Regions from separate parts of the Pan troglodytes genome. Here all the other regions are linked to region 1. Evidence: chromatin contacts called from public Hi-C and HiChIP or PLAC-seq data. All regions are on one chromosome and are shown on one strand. The core of a region is the stretch at or near the end of the contact, and the rest is flanking DNA. Distances in the headings are between cores, read along the strand shown.

Evidence for each region. Hi-C and Micro-C count contacts between places; a contact is called where the count stands out from the background. HiChIP or PLAC-seq counts read pairs in DNA pulled down with a chosen protein or histone mark.
Region 2: an H3K4me3 HiChIP or PLAC-seq map of stem cell-derived excitatory neurons shows a contact between it and region 1, with 6 times the contacts expected there. The contact joins the promoter of PRKN here to the promoter of QKI in region 1. A contact is called at or near these places in 1 of 7 Hi-C or Micro-C datasets (stem cell-derived neural progenitor cells) and 1 of 1 datasets of contacts at active chromatin or transcription factors (stem cell-derived excitatory neurons).
Region 3: a Hi-C map of stem cell-derived neural progenitor cells shows a contact between it and region 1, with 7 times the contacts expected there. The contact joins the enhancer-like site here to the promoter of QKI in region 1. A contact is called at or near these places in 2 of 7 Hi-C or Micro-C datasets (induced pluripotent stem cells and stem cell-derived neural progenitor cells) and 1 of 1 datasets of contacts at active chromatin or transcription factors (stem cell-derived excitatory neurons).
Region 4: a contact with region 1 is called in a Hi-C map of stem cell-derived neural progenitor cells, with 10 times the contacts expected there. The contact joins the enhancer-like site here to the promoter of QKI in region 1. A contact is called at or near these places in 3 of 7 Hi-C or Micro-C datasets (induced pluripotent stem cells and stem cell-derived neural progenitor cells), 1 of 1 datasets of contacts at active chromatin or transcription factors (stem cell-derived excitatory neurons) and 1 of 1 other capture datasets (stem cell-derived neural stem cells).

Annotation. Positions count from the first base shown.
Region 1 is chr5:175,499,057-175,502,754 of NHGRI_mPanTro3-v2.0_pri, reverse strand. QKI (QKI, KH domain containing RNA binding) reads right to left here and starts at 1,831. Exons shown (of 8, transcript XM_016956760.4): 1 at 1,211-1,831. The coding sequence starts at 1,352.
Region 2 is chr5:174,818,937-174,822,322 of NHGRI_mPanTro3-v2.0_pri, reverse strand. It overlaps PRKN (parkin RBR E3 ubiquitin protein ligase), which reads left to right and starts at 1,381. Exons shown (of 12, transcript XM_054686972.2): 1 at 1,381-1,622. The coding sequence starts at 1,616. PACRG (parkin coregulated) reads right to left here and starts at 1,747. Exons shown (of 9, transcript XM_054686975.2): 1 at 1,607-1,747; 2 at 892-1,123. The coding sequence starts at 1,047.
Region 3 is chr5:176,188,450-176,191,973 of NHGRI_mPanTro3-v2.0_pri, reverse strand. No RefSeq gene overlaps it. Among named protein-coding and RNA genes, the nearest start is that of QKI, 690 kb to the right of the region's middle. Within about 2 kb of position 2,188, at least 8 of the 24 cell types and tissues checked have an H3K27ac peak or open chromatin away from gene starts, as enhancers often do. A contact at or near this core is called in stem cell-derived neural progenitor cells, where this site is marked.
Region 4 is chr5:174,948,404-174,951,923 of NHGRI_mPanTro3-v2.0_pri, reverse strand. The region is part of intron 3 of PACRG (parkin coregulated); the gene reads right to left. Among named protein-coding and RNA genes, the nearest start is that of PRKN, 130 kb to the right of the region's middle. Within about 2 kb of position 2,118, at least 19 of the 24 cell types and tissues checked have an H3K27ac peak or open chromatin away from gene starts, as enhancers often do. A contact at or near this core is called in induced pluripotent stem cells, stem cell-derived excitatory neurons, stem cell-derived neural progenitor cells and 1 more, where this site is marked.

The sequences.
Region 1 (3,698 bases), core at 582-3,081:
TAAAATCTCGAAATTCTTGCGAAAAATCTAAACTCCATCGTTCATCTCTTCAACCTGTAGTTTTCAGTTTCCTTTACACAGTCCTCCGGTGGTGCCTCTAAGCAGAAAAAAAAAAAAAAAAAAAAAACAACTCCTGGCTAGTCGATTTTCGAAACAGACTTTTTTTGTGGTCTTTCTTTTCTCTAGGCGTCCACAGAAACCCACAGCTACTAGAAATTAATACTTCAGGTACTGCTATGAGAACTTCTTAAGGAAATTCCAGAGTTGGTCAACATTAATCTTCTTGTCATTCTTCACTCCCCGCAGCGCTCCATACAGCTTTTTGGAAACTTTGGCTCAATTTTATTTCGCCCTTTCCAAACGTCTCGAAACCCTGTCCTACAAACTCAGGCGGCTGCGTCCCCGGCAGCAAACCCTCCGCCCAAGTTCTTCTAACTCAGGCTGCGCTCCGATCTGTCATCGCGTTATTTCGCACTCCACCCCCCACCCCCACCCCCGAAAAGTGAAGTTCAACTCCCTAACAGTTCTCGCTTCCCCAAACAAAAGGGAAAAAAGTGCTTTTCGCCGTCACTTAGTCCTCCTTGTCGGCTACGCCAGCATAATTTCGGTCTCCTACGGAATTTCTTTAAACTAACGAGCCCCACACTGACTTCCACTTAGTGTTTAACAGCTGCACCAACTCCCCAACCACGAAACCCCGCTTTAGTCCTCACGGGAGGGGAGAGATCCCGAACGCGGGGCGGTGGGGGTCCGCGCAAAGCAGGCTCGGGAGGCCGAGCGGAGGAGCGGGGCCCGCGCCGGGGACACGCGTCCTCCAGGCCGGCGGCGCGGCGTGGGCCTGCTCTCGGGAGGGCTCGGCGAGGACCACCGAGTCCGCGCAGCCCCCGCCGACCTCTCGGAAATGTGACCGCCAAAGCTAGAGGGGCCGCAGGGCTCACCCCGCAGCCCTCCGCAGCGCGCAAACTTGGACGCCAGCGGCGCGGGGTCCCGGCCGGGCAGGGGGCGTCCGGCACCGGCGGGTCCACCCCGGCCCGCCCGCCCGCCGCAAGCCCGGCCCGGCACCTCCTTTGTGCGCCCTCCGGGCCTCCCAGTCCCCCCGGCGCTCGGTCCCGCCCGGCCGTGACCTTCCCGCCCTCCCCACCATCCCAAGCGGGGAAAGGGGCCGCCCCGGCGGGGGTCGGGCCGGGGCCGGGGCCCTGGAGACGCTCACCTTCGTCCAGCAGCCGCTCGAGGTGGTTGAAGATCCCGCAGAAGTTGGGCAGGCTGCTCATGAGCTTCTTGTCGTTCATCAGCTGCATCAGGTAATCTGGGGTGGGCTTCGGCTTCTCCTTCGTTTCCATTTCCCCGACCATATTCCAGGCTCCGCAGCTCACTCCGCCCGCCGCCGCCGCCGCCGCCGCCGCCGGAGAGGAGGGAGGGGCGGGGGCGAGCCCCGGCCGCGGGCCGCTCGGGACCCGGCGTCCCAATCCGCGCCGGCTCCCGCTCTGGCTCCCGCGCCGAGCCCCGGGGCGGCCGGCACCGCGCGCTCGCCCGCCCCCCGCAGGCACTTTCCGCCCGGGCCCGACGCGCTCCCAGCCGCCGCCGCTCTCGGCCGCCCGGCTCGGCGCGTCCCTCACGAGGCCGGCGGGCTGGCGGGAGGCGGGTCTCGGCTGGCCGAGTGCGGGCGCGGGGCGCGGGCTGCTGGCGCCGGACGAGGAGGAGCCGGGGCCGCCGCTCGCTCGGCTGGTCGAGCCCGCTCAGCGCCGCCGCCGCCTGTGCCGCGGGCTCGGGGGGTCTCTCTGGGCTGGTCCCCGCCGCGGCGCCTCTGCCGCTGCCGCCGCGCTCCGACTGCGCTCCTCCTCTTCCTCCTCCTCCTTCTCCTCCTCCTCCTCCTCCTCCTCCTCACTCACTTGGCGGCGGAGTTCGCCTCAGTTCAGGCGGCGCTGCCAGCGGCGGCGGCAGCAGCGGCGGCGGCGGGGGGAGGGGCAGCGGCGCGGGGAGGGCCGGGGGCGGGCGGCGGGCGGGGCCGGCGGCCGTTAGCGGGTCCCGGCCGGCGCGCTCCCGCTGCCCGCCGCCCCCCGACCTGGGCAGCCGCCGGCGCCGCGCCCCCTCCTCCCTGCCTCCCCGGCGGGGCGGGCGACGGGGGCAACGGGAGCGTGACGGACTGCGGCGCTCGGCGGGCCTGGGCGCAGGGACTGGGTCGCCGCCGTGCGGGGCGCCCGGGGCGGGTGGGTGTGGGCTGCGGGGCCGACGGCCGCGGGGGGGGGCGCGGGGCTTTCCACGGCACGGGGCGGGTGGGGCTGCGGGCGCGGTCGGGGCTGGCGCGGCAGGCGAGAGGAATTCCAGCGGGACGCGCCAGCGCTGCCTCCGCCTCGCCTCCCGTTACTATAGTTTTTTCAGAACCTCTTATCCACCCCGCAGAAGAGAAATTTTTTTTTAACGTCCTGTTGCTTCACGGGGGACTTTCGGGGTGGGCATCACGTGGCCCGACACGTAGCCGTGGGGCTCCAGAGCGCGTGCGCGCGTCGAGCCCGGTCGCCACGCCCCTTCCGAGGGTCGCTCCGCCCCCGTCGGGCTCCGCGTGCGCGCGGTGGGGGAGGGGAGGGCCCCGGAGCGCGCCTGCGTGGGGCGGGGGCGGGGGCGGCAGCCGACTAGGGGCTGGGTCTGGCCGTTTAGGGCCGGGTCTTGGCCCGTCGCCCACGGTGCGGAGGGCTGGTGGGCTTTCGTTGGCCGTCGGGCCCGCCACGGCGCGGGTCTTGGCTGCGGGGCGGAGGTGGTGCGGGAGAGCCGAGGATAAGAGTTTGAGGCTTTTCGAGGCGCGTGCCGCGGCGTCCGCCTCTGCGGGACTCTGCGCCGGGCGCCCTCGGCCGGCGCGCCCGGCTCCCGCTTTGTCGCCGAGGGAAGCACGCGCGACGCCCCTCCCGTCGCCGCCGTGGCTTCTTTCGGTGTTCGTGATCTGAGAGGCTGGAAAGCAGCACGGCGGAGAGGAGCCTTGCACTCGCCAGGCGGGAAGCCTGCGCGGACACGCGTGCGCACCCACGGGGCGGCGGGCGGGCGTGGGGGGTCCGGGCCACGCGGGCGACGCGCCTCTAGGGAAGCGATCTTGTTGCACCTTCCCGTTATTCCGAAAGCAAATCGTAGCCAGACCCGAGCGCAGCGGCTTAGCAAATAATAAGGGGAGCGTCAGTCGTGCTCGAAATGCTTCCTTCGCGATGGCGTCAGTGTTCCGTGAGGGAATGAAGCCGCAGTAGGAAATAAAGAGCCTGTGCGCGTAGTCTGAAAAGCAGAAGTCAACATTTTTACAGATGAAGAAAGAATACGGAGGCAAGAGGTCTTTCTCTGCAGTTTGGTGGATTTCCAACATTTAGACTTGTTTGGAAGAATTTCCTCAGCTGCACCAATGAAGTCCTTGATCTATAGAAGTCGGCAGTCCCTAAATCTACGTCTGCATTTTGTTGCAAATCCTTTATAACATTCCATTAAAATAATGCAAAGTTATTTAATATCCAGTTGGCCATCGTGAGAGTAATTCGCGGCTGAGATTTTGTTAATCATTCTGTCTTCTGACTTAACAGTGAATGTAGGTGATTTTTTTTGTAAAATGTTGCTTCACACGAATTCTGAGAATCACCTCTAAGTTTGAATTGTACTGAAGGCACTATAAGAATTTCAAATGAACGCTGAGTAGCCAGTAGCTTCTGGCCTTTTCGTTTAACAAG
Region 2 (3,386 bases), core at 132-2,631, 680 kb after region 1:
GGGTGTAAATTACACAAATTTGAAAGCTGCATTTATTATTTAATGCCTCATTCCCAGACAGGTGCTTACTCAGTAGCAAAATCTGTCTTAGCATACCAAGTGTAAAGCTATTTAACAAATAGGAAGGTTTAAAATATATATACTATCATGCAGACAGCTAAAATATTTGTATATATTTTTAATCTTTTTTCTCTAATGATACTTAGAATATTTTATTTTTATTACTACAAATAATAGAGATGAAATATGAATTGTATTAGTAGCAGAGATATATGAGCTAAAGCTTGTATTGTTTAAAGCACATCATCTTAAAAGGCCTGTCAGGAAACAGTGTTCATATTAAGTTGGCTTTCAGTACTCTAAGAAGATGACATCATTTTGTAAGAGACAAGTGTTGTTAGAGCAAATGCTAGGATATTCTAAAATTTCCTAGGTTGAAGTGAAGAAATTTCTCATTATAGATTATTTCATGAGTTTATGTTCCCGGTTGTATATCAGCTCATGTTAAATTTTGCAAGAGTTTATGATTTCTAAGAACTCACCTTCTATAAGGCCCTTTGCTGAGTGGGGCTAGTTAGGAATTAGTAAGTAAAGGGGATCTTTTTTCCTCGTGTAAATAGCTTAAGAGTAATTTTGGGCGGTCCAGAAACCATAAGTTATCAGGAAGGTGCTTATAAATGGGCAGAGTACATCACTTGCCCAAGATTGTAACAACCTAGCCTGCCCCCCACACACTGTGGGGCACCGTTTGCTACTTGCCAAGTAACTGCCTTTTTTGGCAAAGACCACCCAGGACATGGGCTCAGAGTCCATCCTAGGGCTGGCCAACCTCTGTAAATCTCGTGTCCCCTGATTCAGAGCGAGTGCATTTAATTCAGGAAGATCACTTACGACTGAGTTTTTCATCATGGCTTTGACTGTGAAGCCCTCAGAAACCAGGGAGTGAGGCTGGTGCACCGGGAGCGGCTGTTGTGCCAGCAGCTTGGTCCTCTTCGGCATCTTGTCTGGGCATTTGTTTAAGCTCAGGGTCTCTTTTTCTGCCACCATCTTCCTAGAAAATGTCTTGTTCTCATAAAAAGTGTAGTAAAAGAATCAGTGGGCTTTACGGATGTGAGCAGGAGGTCTGGAAAAAAATATCAAAAGGCGCGATAATGGTAGAAATTCAACCCCTCGTAGTGCCCAGGTTGATCCAGATGTTTGGCAGCTCCTAGGTGAAGGGAGTTTAGGGGAGGGGAGGGGCGGGAAGAGGGCAGGACCGTGGCAAGAGCTGCAACAAGCTTCCAAAGGTAAGCCTCCCGGTTGCTAAGCGACTGGTCAACACGGCGGGCGCATAGTCCCGCCCCCCCGGTGACGTAAGATTCCTGGGCCTGAAGCCGGAAAGGGCGGCGGTCGGGGGCTGGGGGCAGGAGGCGTGAGGAGAAACTACGCGTTAGAACTACGACTCCCAGCAGGCCCTGGGCCGCGTACCCTCCGCGCGTGCGCATTCCTAGGGCCGGGCGCTGGGGCGGGGAGGCCTGGAGGATTAACCCAGGAGAGCCGCTGGTGGGAGGCGCGGCTGGCGCCGCTGCGCGCATAGGCCTGTTCCTGGCCCGCAGCCGCCACCTACCCAGTGACCATGATAGGTACGTGGGTACCTGCCAGGTACAGCCTCTCTGCGCCGCCCTGCGCCCCGGTATGGCGCCACGCCCCGCCTCGGCCGACCAGGACCCCCGGTGCCAACTGTCAATGACGGGGCCAAAGTGCCCGTGCCGTCCCCGGCCCGCGCCGCCGGGCTCCCCAGCTCAGCGACGCGGGTCCGGGGCCCCAGTGTGTGCGTTCGAAGCCCTCGCCCGCCCGCCCCTGCTCTGAGCGTTCTCATGAAGACCGCCTCGCCGGGGACGCCAGGCGGCCCCGCACCCCCGCTCCTCGTTCGCGGTCCCCCGGACCGTGTGGGGTCCCGAAGCCTTCGCCCCGCCGCCGCCCCTCACCTTCGCCCCTCACCTTCGCCCCTCACCTCACTGGCCGGTTGTGGTGCGGTTCAGGACCCATCGAGACCCACTCTCTGTGGGGCTCTTTCAGGAAACCGCAGCAAAGCATTAAACTCTAATGGAAGGCACCTGGTGAGGGTGGCTGGCTCCACAGAAACTCCTCCAGATAGATCTAAACTTGCTCCCTCGGATGTTTCCTTTTAAACTTCTCATTGGAGGGCTGAGATGAAAGAAACATTAAATAGTAGCCAAGATTAAATCTATTGCCTTTTGCAAAATAACCATTTTTTTTTTTTGTTAAAGAACGACCGAGGTGCAAGTTTGTGAACGAAACTTAGTGGCATCAGAGTTGTTCATGAACATTTGATGTGTAAGATGAGCAAAGCTCCTCTCTTCCAGGGTTGTTGAGCCAAAAGTTACTTTAGGGGCTATCCCTGAAAATTAATGGAAATGCACCGTATGTTTAAAAAACAGTGCTAGATGGGGTTTCATTATTGTGGAGGTTTCTCCAGGTTATGTTTGGAGGGTTTAGTGAGCTTGTTTATTCCTGAGGAGGGTCCTTTACAAAACACTTTTGATTGCAGTAAGTACGTTCGAAGTCAGATGTGGTCTGTCCAGAAGAAAGATGAGAGGTGGATTTATAAAATATGTGATCTTTATGCACTGAAAACACTTCTTACATCTGTTTATTTGTGAAGTTATTGTTAAAATGTAAACATTCTCCCCATCAGTGGGAGAATCAAGCCAGCTAACTGGCATTGTCTTTGTGGTAAAACAAGAATGTTATCCAACTTTTCTTCCCTTTCTAGCATGGTCTGACTTTTGGTGAATGACTTGAAAGTTAATCAAATTACGAAAAAAATATTTTTTATGAGTCTTCTTGAGCTCTTTTTAGGTGACATTTACGTAAGATTCACTTGCAAGCACAAGTTTGAACTGAATCAGAAAACCAAGTAGAAGAGATTTTCCAATATCTGTGCTGTCAGTCTACAGGAAGAAAATAGCCTATACCTTATTTTGAAGACAGTTAAATACATTTTATTTTAATTTAACTTAACCTAGTGCACAGATAATTTTAAGAGAAACAAATTTATTGTAAAGCTATATAAAGACAAGCACTTAAGATCTAAAGAACATTACTCAGTTATAAGTTATGACCTAATAAGTGATTATATAAATAACTTTATTAGGATGAAATATGTTTGGACAGTTCTGTTTAGTTTTATCTGGAATTCTTCCAATAAGGAAGAAATATCTTTGGAGTTGATGATTAAACAGTTATCAATTACTGGTAATGACATGGAGAATATAAGGTTGGTTTTTAAAAGTATTATTTCTCTCACTCCAGCCATGGTTTTACATAGTGCAAATAAGTGTGCAGTACAACATAAATGATTAAATCCATGCCTGCTTTCCCTA
Region 3 (3,524 bases), core at 939-3,438, 690 kb before region 1:
AGTCTGAGGAGGCAAATGTTCTCAGCTGTCCTTCAGGAAAAGTCTTGGTTTCTGGTTAATATAGTTGTCTCTCACCCAGTAGCGGAATTACCATCCTAGTCCCAATTAGGATCCCTTTTGTTGCCTGTGGCCCCATTTTTTTTCAATAAAAATTAAAGTAATTAGGAAACAATTCAAGACCCAGTGTCCCCCAAGCTGCTCAAGGTCTATATGGTGCCCAAGGCCTAAAAATGACTCAGAGGGCGTGTGAAGTAAGGAACTATGTGCCTGCTGAATTACAGCTTCCATTTTAGCTGTTTGGGAAGGTTTGGCTTAGACTATCCACGACAGGGGCTCTTAACTAGGGCTGAAACAAGTCAGATTCCTGACCATTTGTCCTGGTGGCAATGCCTGAAAAGAGAAATTTCTAGAATTCCTATGTAATTCATAAATTTCAGAAATAACACATGTTTACTGAGAATCAACACTCTCTTTACATTTGGAAGAAGACATTATTAGGATAATGGTGGCTGCTGTAAAAAATAAATAAATCCCCAGATTACACTGGCTTAACTCTGGCTTATATATCCATCTAGTGCACGTGTTCTTGGTCTGTGAGCAGCTTTCAAGGCCTGAGCCTCCTTCCTTCCTGTGACTCCAAGTCATCAGCATCCAAACCGCAGATGGAGGAGGAGAGGGTGAAGATGGCCACCGGCTCCCTAACAACTATGGCTCAGATATGACAATATGGCTTCTGCTCACATTCTCATGGTGAGAACGTCTCACAAGACCCAAGAGGTATGGAAACAAGGCTGAGAAGTGGGGTCGCCAGCTCAGCAGCCATTTCTTAGGGACAAGTGTTTTCTGTGGTTGGGAAAGGCTGAATTTCTGTGGACAAATAGCAATCTCTGCCATGTGGTAAGGCACCAAACTTTTCAGTAGTCAGTAGTACACCGGACAGTGGCATCAGTCCATGACTCTGGGGCCCTGCCAGGGATCAGGAGTTGCCTACTTTGCAAGGAAATCGATTTATTTTTTAAACGAGTCTAATTGCGAGAAAATTCTTATGTTGGGTTATAATATTTCATCATGCAACTTCCACCTGTTGATCTTAGTTCTACCCTTCTAGAATCACACAGAATAAGTCTACTTCATCTTCTTGACAGGCCTTCAAAGGATTAAAGGTCCACTATGTGTCCCTTAAGTGATTAGTTTTCTAAGCATCTGCAGCTTCCTATTGATTTTCATTTCACTTATGATGCTAGGATACCCATGTGACTATTTTTGGCCTTCTTAAAATGTTCAGCCAAGAATGAAAACAGTTCATCAGGTGAGAAGAATCAACTACAGAGAACTAGATGAGACAGGCCCAGTGCATCTCATTCTGAAGGCTGTTGATATGGAAAACCATTCTTGGGGCACCCTTTTTACTTTCTCATCAGCTGAATGGTGGGAAGTGGAATGATGGTAGCCTGCAGCTCCTGGTGATGGGTCTTCAGAGAATAGAAGCCCTGCTATTTTTCTGCTTTCCTTTCCATAGCGTTCTTGCAGTGTAGACAGTTTCAGTGCAAGGGCTTGCTTCAGATCAATGCTTTTTAAAGCTAAGAAAGAAAAATATGGCTAAACTAAAATGATAATAAAGCAAGCTCCAGATAATATGGCATTTTATGTAGGCCTTACATCACATGAGCCATGCTTTAGAGCAGTCCTGGAGGTGAGCATAAATTAGACACAGAATCTTTTTATTTTAAAAAAAAATTAATAAAGTTTAGATTAAATATTAAAGAGAAAGGCTACAGTCCATTCCTCCTGGATGAAGGCTGAGAAAAATGAGGTTTGTTTCGCTTCTTCCCTTGGGGCTGGCCTGGTAAAATAATCTTTATAAAAATATTTTTAAGTTTTTAAAAAATATTTTAAAATTAATTGTTACAGTTAGAAATTGCATTATGTGTAAGAATATTTTATGCTGGCAATTTGTCTCTATTATATTTTATTTTGCTCTATTTTGATGAGAGAAAGGAAAAGTGGAATTGTGAGCAACCTTTTAATGTGGCTTAGAAACTTAATGTGGAAAGGGTACTAATATTGTAATTACTAGTTTTCATTTATCAGCCACAGTTCTCTTTGTCGCTTCTGCTATTTAAAGTTACTGTTCACATACTGTGGCTAATTCCCTTTGTTGAATTTCACAGTGAATGCAGCTTCCTGGATATTTGTTATTGCAGTCCTATGGATGTAGGCTTCTCAGATAAAGGAAAAGCTGGGTGCATCCATCTGTGGGCAAATTAAAAATGAGTTTAACCCCCTGGCTTCCACGGCTCTTTCCCCTTCGGCAAAATGTGTCCCATGCTTCTGACTGACAAGACATAAAATCGGAGTAACATATATGTTTCATTTTTAATGGAATTTGGTAGAACATCAGAAGCAACTGCTTCGCTATGACCCTGCATTAACACAAAGAGACCACCTGGGGAGGAGGGGGAGGGGCCATGGCTGGAGCAGAGGATTATGCAGTTGGAAGAAGAAGAGAAAAACAGTGAAATACTTTTGAAGTTGGAAGGGGAAAAGTCTATTTTCATTGTTTAAGGTCTATTTCCTAACAAATGATTAGTTCATTTGCAGCTGGGTTGGAGTTTTCTGAATCATGGTTATACCAGCTCCTTACACAGAGAATCAAGGAGAGAGAAAAGTGGGAAAAGTGGAAGATTGTTTAGGGGGAGGAAAGAGTTTTTCTCCATTTGCCTACTTTTCACAGTATTGCCACTAATTGGAGTATGTTCTTAGAAGAAACAGTGCGCATTTAGTGTCCTCTTATTTTTTTCTCCCATTGTAATTTTCAGAGAGAGAGAGAGAGCGAGACAGAAGGAGAATAAGAAAACAATCAACCCTTTCTTTCTGTTCCTATCAATCTAATTCTGAAAACATAGCAAAGGAAAGATTTAACACACATAATAATGGATTTTGCTTTGTCACTGGGGATTATAACATTTATTTATTCATTCAACAAATATTTATTGAATGCACCAGGCTCTATTTTATAATAGATTCTGGGGTAAAGGAATGGAAATTCAGGGCAGGTCGCAGCTGCCCAGGAGCCATTGTCCTCTGCAGGAAGGCTGTCATAAACCAGAAAAAAAAAAAAAAAAACAATGCCTAGGAAGGGGACAAAGCAGGGCAGCTAGAGACAAAACCTGGTGACTTCCCAGGGAAAGCGTCTTGGGAGATGGCCTTTGACTTGAGGCCCCAGTGATGTGAAGGACCCGGCTGAGGGAAGAGCAGATACTGAGACTCCTGGCCAGGATGTGCAGCAAGTGCTGGAGGAACCCAAGGAAAGCAAGGTAGTGACCTGGGGCGCAGGAGAGCCTGCAGGTGGAGGAGAAGAGCCTGCAGGTGGAGGAGGGGAGCCTGCAGGTGGAGGAGAGGGACCTGCAGGTGGAGGAGAGGAGCCTGCAGGTGGAGGAGGGGAGCCTGCAGGTGGAGGAGGGGGGCCTGCAGGTGGAGGAGGGGGGCCTGCAGGTGGAGGAGGGGGGCCTGCAGGTGGAGGA
Region 4 (3,520 bases), core at 869-3,368, 550 kb after region 1:
CAAATGGGAAAAGAGACAAGCATAAAACAGCTTCGCTTCAATCATCTACTGAAAAAAAAATGATAGAGAGGCATAAGTTCCTATGTCATCATTGTGCCTTCATGGAGGCCTCCAATTATTTAAGGTAGAATATTTTTGGGGCTCAGAACATGATACTCCAAAATATAGCACCTTTGTGTACTGTGTTAAGCTCAAGAAAACGGAAAACGCCGCAGAAGCAGGAGGGTCTCTGTGACTTCTCCTGTCCTCTGTCTCCTGAAGTAGGCATGGAAACTAGAATTCCCTCCACCCCTTCTTCCCTAAAACAGGCCATGACCGCAGGGAAGGCCACTCTTTGACCTGCTGCCTCACTTCTTCCCTGAAGACCTCATGTGACAGGAGTACTGCCCTATACCAGGAGGGAAGGAATGTCACTCAGGAACACGGAGAAGAAACTGGGCAATCAGGTCTCCCTGAGTTGCCCCCAGTTTGTACCGATCGGAGCATGCCATTTCATCCTCCAGTCTTACTTCTGCATGCCTGTCCATAAAAGTACACACATCTCTGTTTCTTTGGGTCTCCATTTCTGAAGGCTCCCACGTCACATAACCTCTATTAAATAAATGTGATGTTTTTCTCTTGTTACTCTGTCCTTTGCTCTAAGGGTCTCAGCCACGAACCTTGTGATAGGTAAGGAAAATATATTACTTTTTCTCCCCTATAATATAGTGATTGGTTTGGCTCTGTGTCCCCACCCAAATCTCATCTTGAATTGTTATACCCATGGGTCAAAGGAGGGACTTGGTGGGAGATGACTGGATCTTGGGGGCAGTTCCCCCATGCTGTTCTCATAATAGCGAGTGAGTTCTCATGAGATCTGATGGTTTAAAAGTGTGGCACTTCCGCCTTCTCTATCTCTCTCCTGCTGCCATGTAAGATATGCCTTGCTTCCCCTTTGCCTTCCACTGTGATTGTTAAGTTTCCTGAGGCCTCCCCCGCCATGTGGAACTGTGAGTAAATTAAAACTCTTTTGTTTAGAAATTATGCAGTCTCAGGTAGTTCTTTATAGCAGTGTGAAAACAAACTAATACATATAGTTAGACATTACTTAAGTGCTAAACACAACATTCACCGAATATTCAAGAGTTAATATATGTCAGCACAATGATGATACCAATATGGCTTCTAAATTAATAGTTAATGTTTTACAGTAACTTTTCATAAACCATTTTCTTGTCAGGTAACAAGAAGAATATACACGCATTTATTTTTAAAAGCCTTCTGTCAAGTTGCATTAAAAGCAGGTTGCAACATGATTGGCAGAATTAAGAAGCCTTTGAAACAGGTAACACAGTTGCATTTAAGTGTGGGCAACAAGAACATATTTTATATCTTAGATCTAGTTTATTAAAGAGACCTTAAATTTAAAAAAAAAAAACAGAGCAAATGGATCATCTGGAGAATTCAGAGCTAAAGTGATTAATTAGACCTTATTTTGTCTTGAACAGATTTACTAAGCATTTTTCAAATAGCCACATTGTTTGTAATTACCAAAATCACACCTCCATTGGCCAGCCTAAGTTACTTCATGCATGAATGACAATCTGATGGAACACTCTTGTTAGAGCTTCATTCTTCATTGTAATTAGCCATAATCATAGCCTTCCTGGGTGCATGAGAATGTGCAAGCCACTATTCACAACCCCAACCCATTTGAATATGAATCTTCTCAGTAAGGAGCAATAAAATAGGAGAAACAAAGCAGTTTCTCTAGGGAATTTTGTAAAGCATCTCTACTCTAATTCTGCCTCCCTTCAAAATGTTCCCTCTCCAGTATCTGGATTCTATTTGCTAAAACAAGGGTGGCTTAATGAGGACAATGGCTTATTATTTCTTAAGTGACACGGGAGGGCCCAAGTATTACAGGCTTAGTTCTTTCAGTCTTTGCCAAGGACACAAGGAACAAAAGAACAAGCAAGTGTGCATGGAAAAGAGAACTCGGACTGGGCTATACTCTGTGAACTCTCGGAGCAAGATGGGGGCCTTTGCTATTCCGGAGCTCAAAGGCTGTTGCTTGCTTGCTTTCTTCTTTCTCCCCTCTTTACCCACCCCCCTGCAAATGACTCAGACATTATAGAAAAAGGCTCAAAGCAGCAGGGATTGAAAACAAAGGCTAAGTGGAGGAGGGGTGACATGTCTGATCCTGTCCCAAGCACATTCACAGTGAGCCACCTACTGGCAACTCTACTTTTCCTTCTGTTATTGTCTAATCACCTAAACCTCTTCAGGGAAAACCTAGGTAAACCCGCTGGAGTCACTCCAGATGCCTTCTCAGCCAAAAATGGGAAAAACAAAATTCAGGGGGAAATAAGCTTCAGAGTAGTGCTGTGTCTTCAGAAGAAAACTCAATCCTTCCAGCAAAACTATGGCTAAGTAGCAGGTGTAAAGAATTATTCAAACGGCTATTTGTAAAAGAATCATCATTTGACTTATGAAGCAAAATCAACTACTCATTTACACTAATCACATCATATATGAAAAGTGTGGTGCTGCACGCGCTACAGATCTGGTGCTCCTTCAAGACCTTTACCATTTGTGTGGAGAGATTTTTTTCTTCGAGACGTGCCGCTCACCTATTAAGATACCTGTTTATATTATTTGCTACCAGAAGATGCTCCAGGGCTGCAGGAGACTCGGGATGATTCTCTGATCATCTCCTGGGCTTGGACCTTCATCATGTTGAAATGACTCTCCCAAGGCCACACAGCCGGTTAAATGTATCACTATTAAAGTACCTGATAACAATACAATTCAGCACTTCCACGGCTATATGCACAATGCACTTTTAGGCCAGGTGCGGTGGCTCATGCCTATAATCCCAGCACTTTGGGAGGCCGAAGTGGGAAGATAGCTTGAGGCCAGGAGTTCAAGACCAGACTGGACAAAAGAGTGAGACCCTATCTCTACAAAAAATTTAAAAAATTACCGGGCATGGTGGCACGCTACTGTAGTCCCAGCTACTCGGGAGGCTGAGGTGGGAGGATCTCTTTTGATCCTAGAAGTTCGAGGCCGCAGTGAGCTGTAATCACACCCCTGCACTCCAGCCTGGGTGACAGAGCCAGACCAAGTCTCTAAACACAACAATAATAACAACAACAACAAAACTCAAACTCGCAGCTTTGGACCTGAACAAGGATAAGTGGCCCTCCCGGTCAAGGAAGGCATAAAGTCCGGCATGGGTGGAGGTGGCCTGGGACGCTGTCTGAGAAATGAGGGGCAGAACCTGAACCTGGACTCCGTGAGAAGGGGCCATAACTGACTAGCAACAACATCTGTTCACTGGTGCCCAAGGAAGGCCAGTTAAATCACCTGTCTCCCACCCAGTGTCCACTGTGCTCCAGGAACTGCTACGCCCTATGGAGGCATCTCCAGTGGAGAAAACATGACTAAACTTCCCAGAAGCAGGGAGTTGGGGCGCTGGGAAGCTGGGGTGGGAACACACGCCGCTGGGACGATTGGGGGTATCTATTCCCATGTCCCT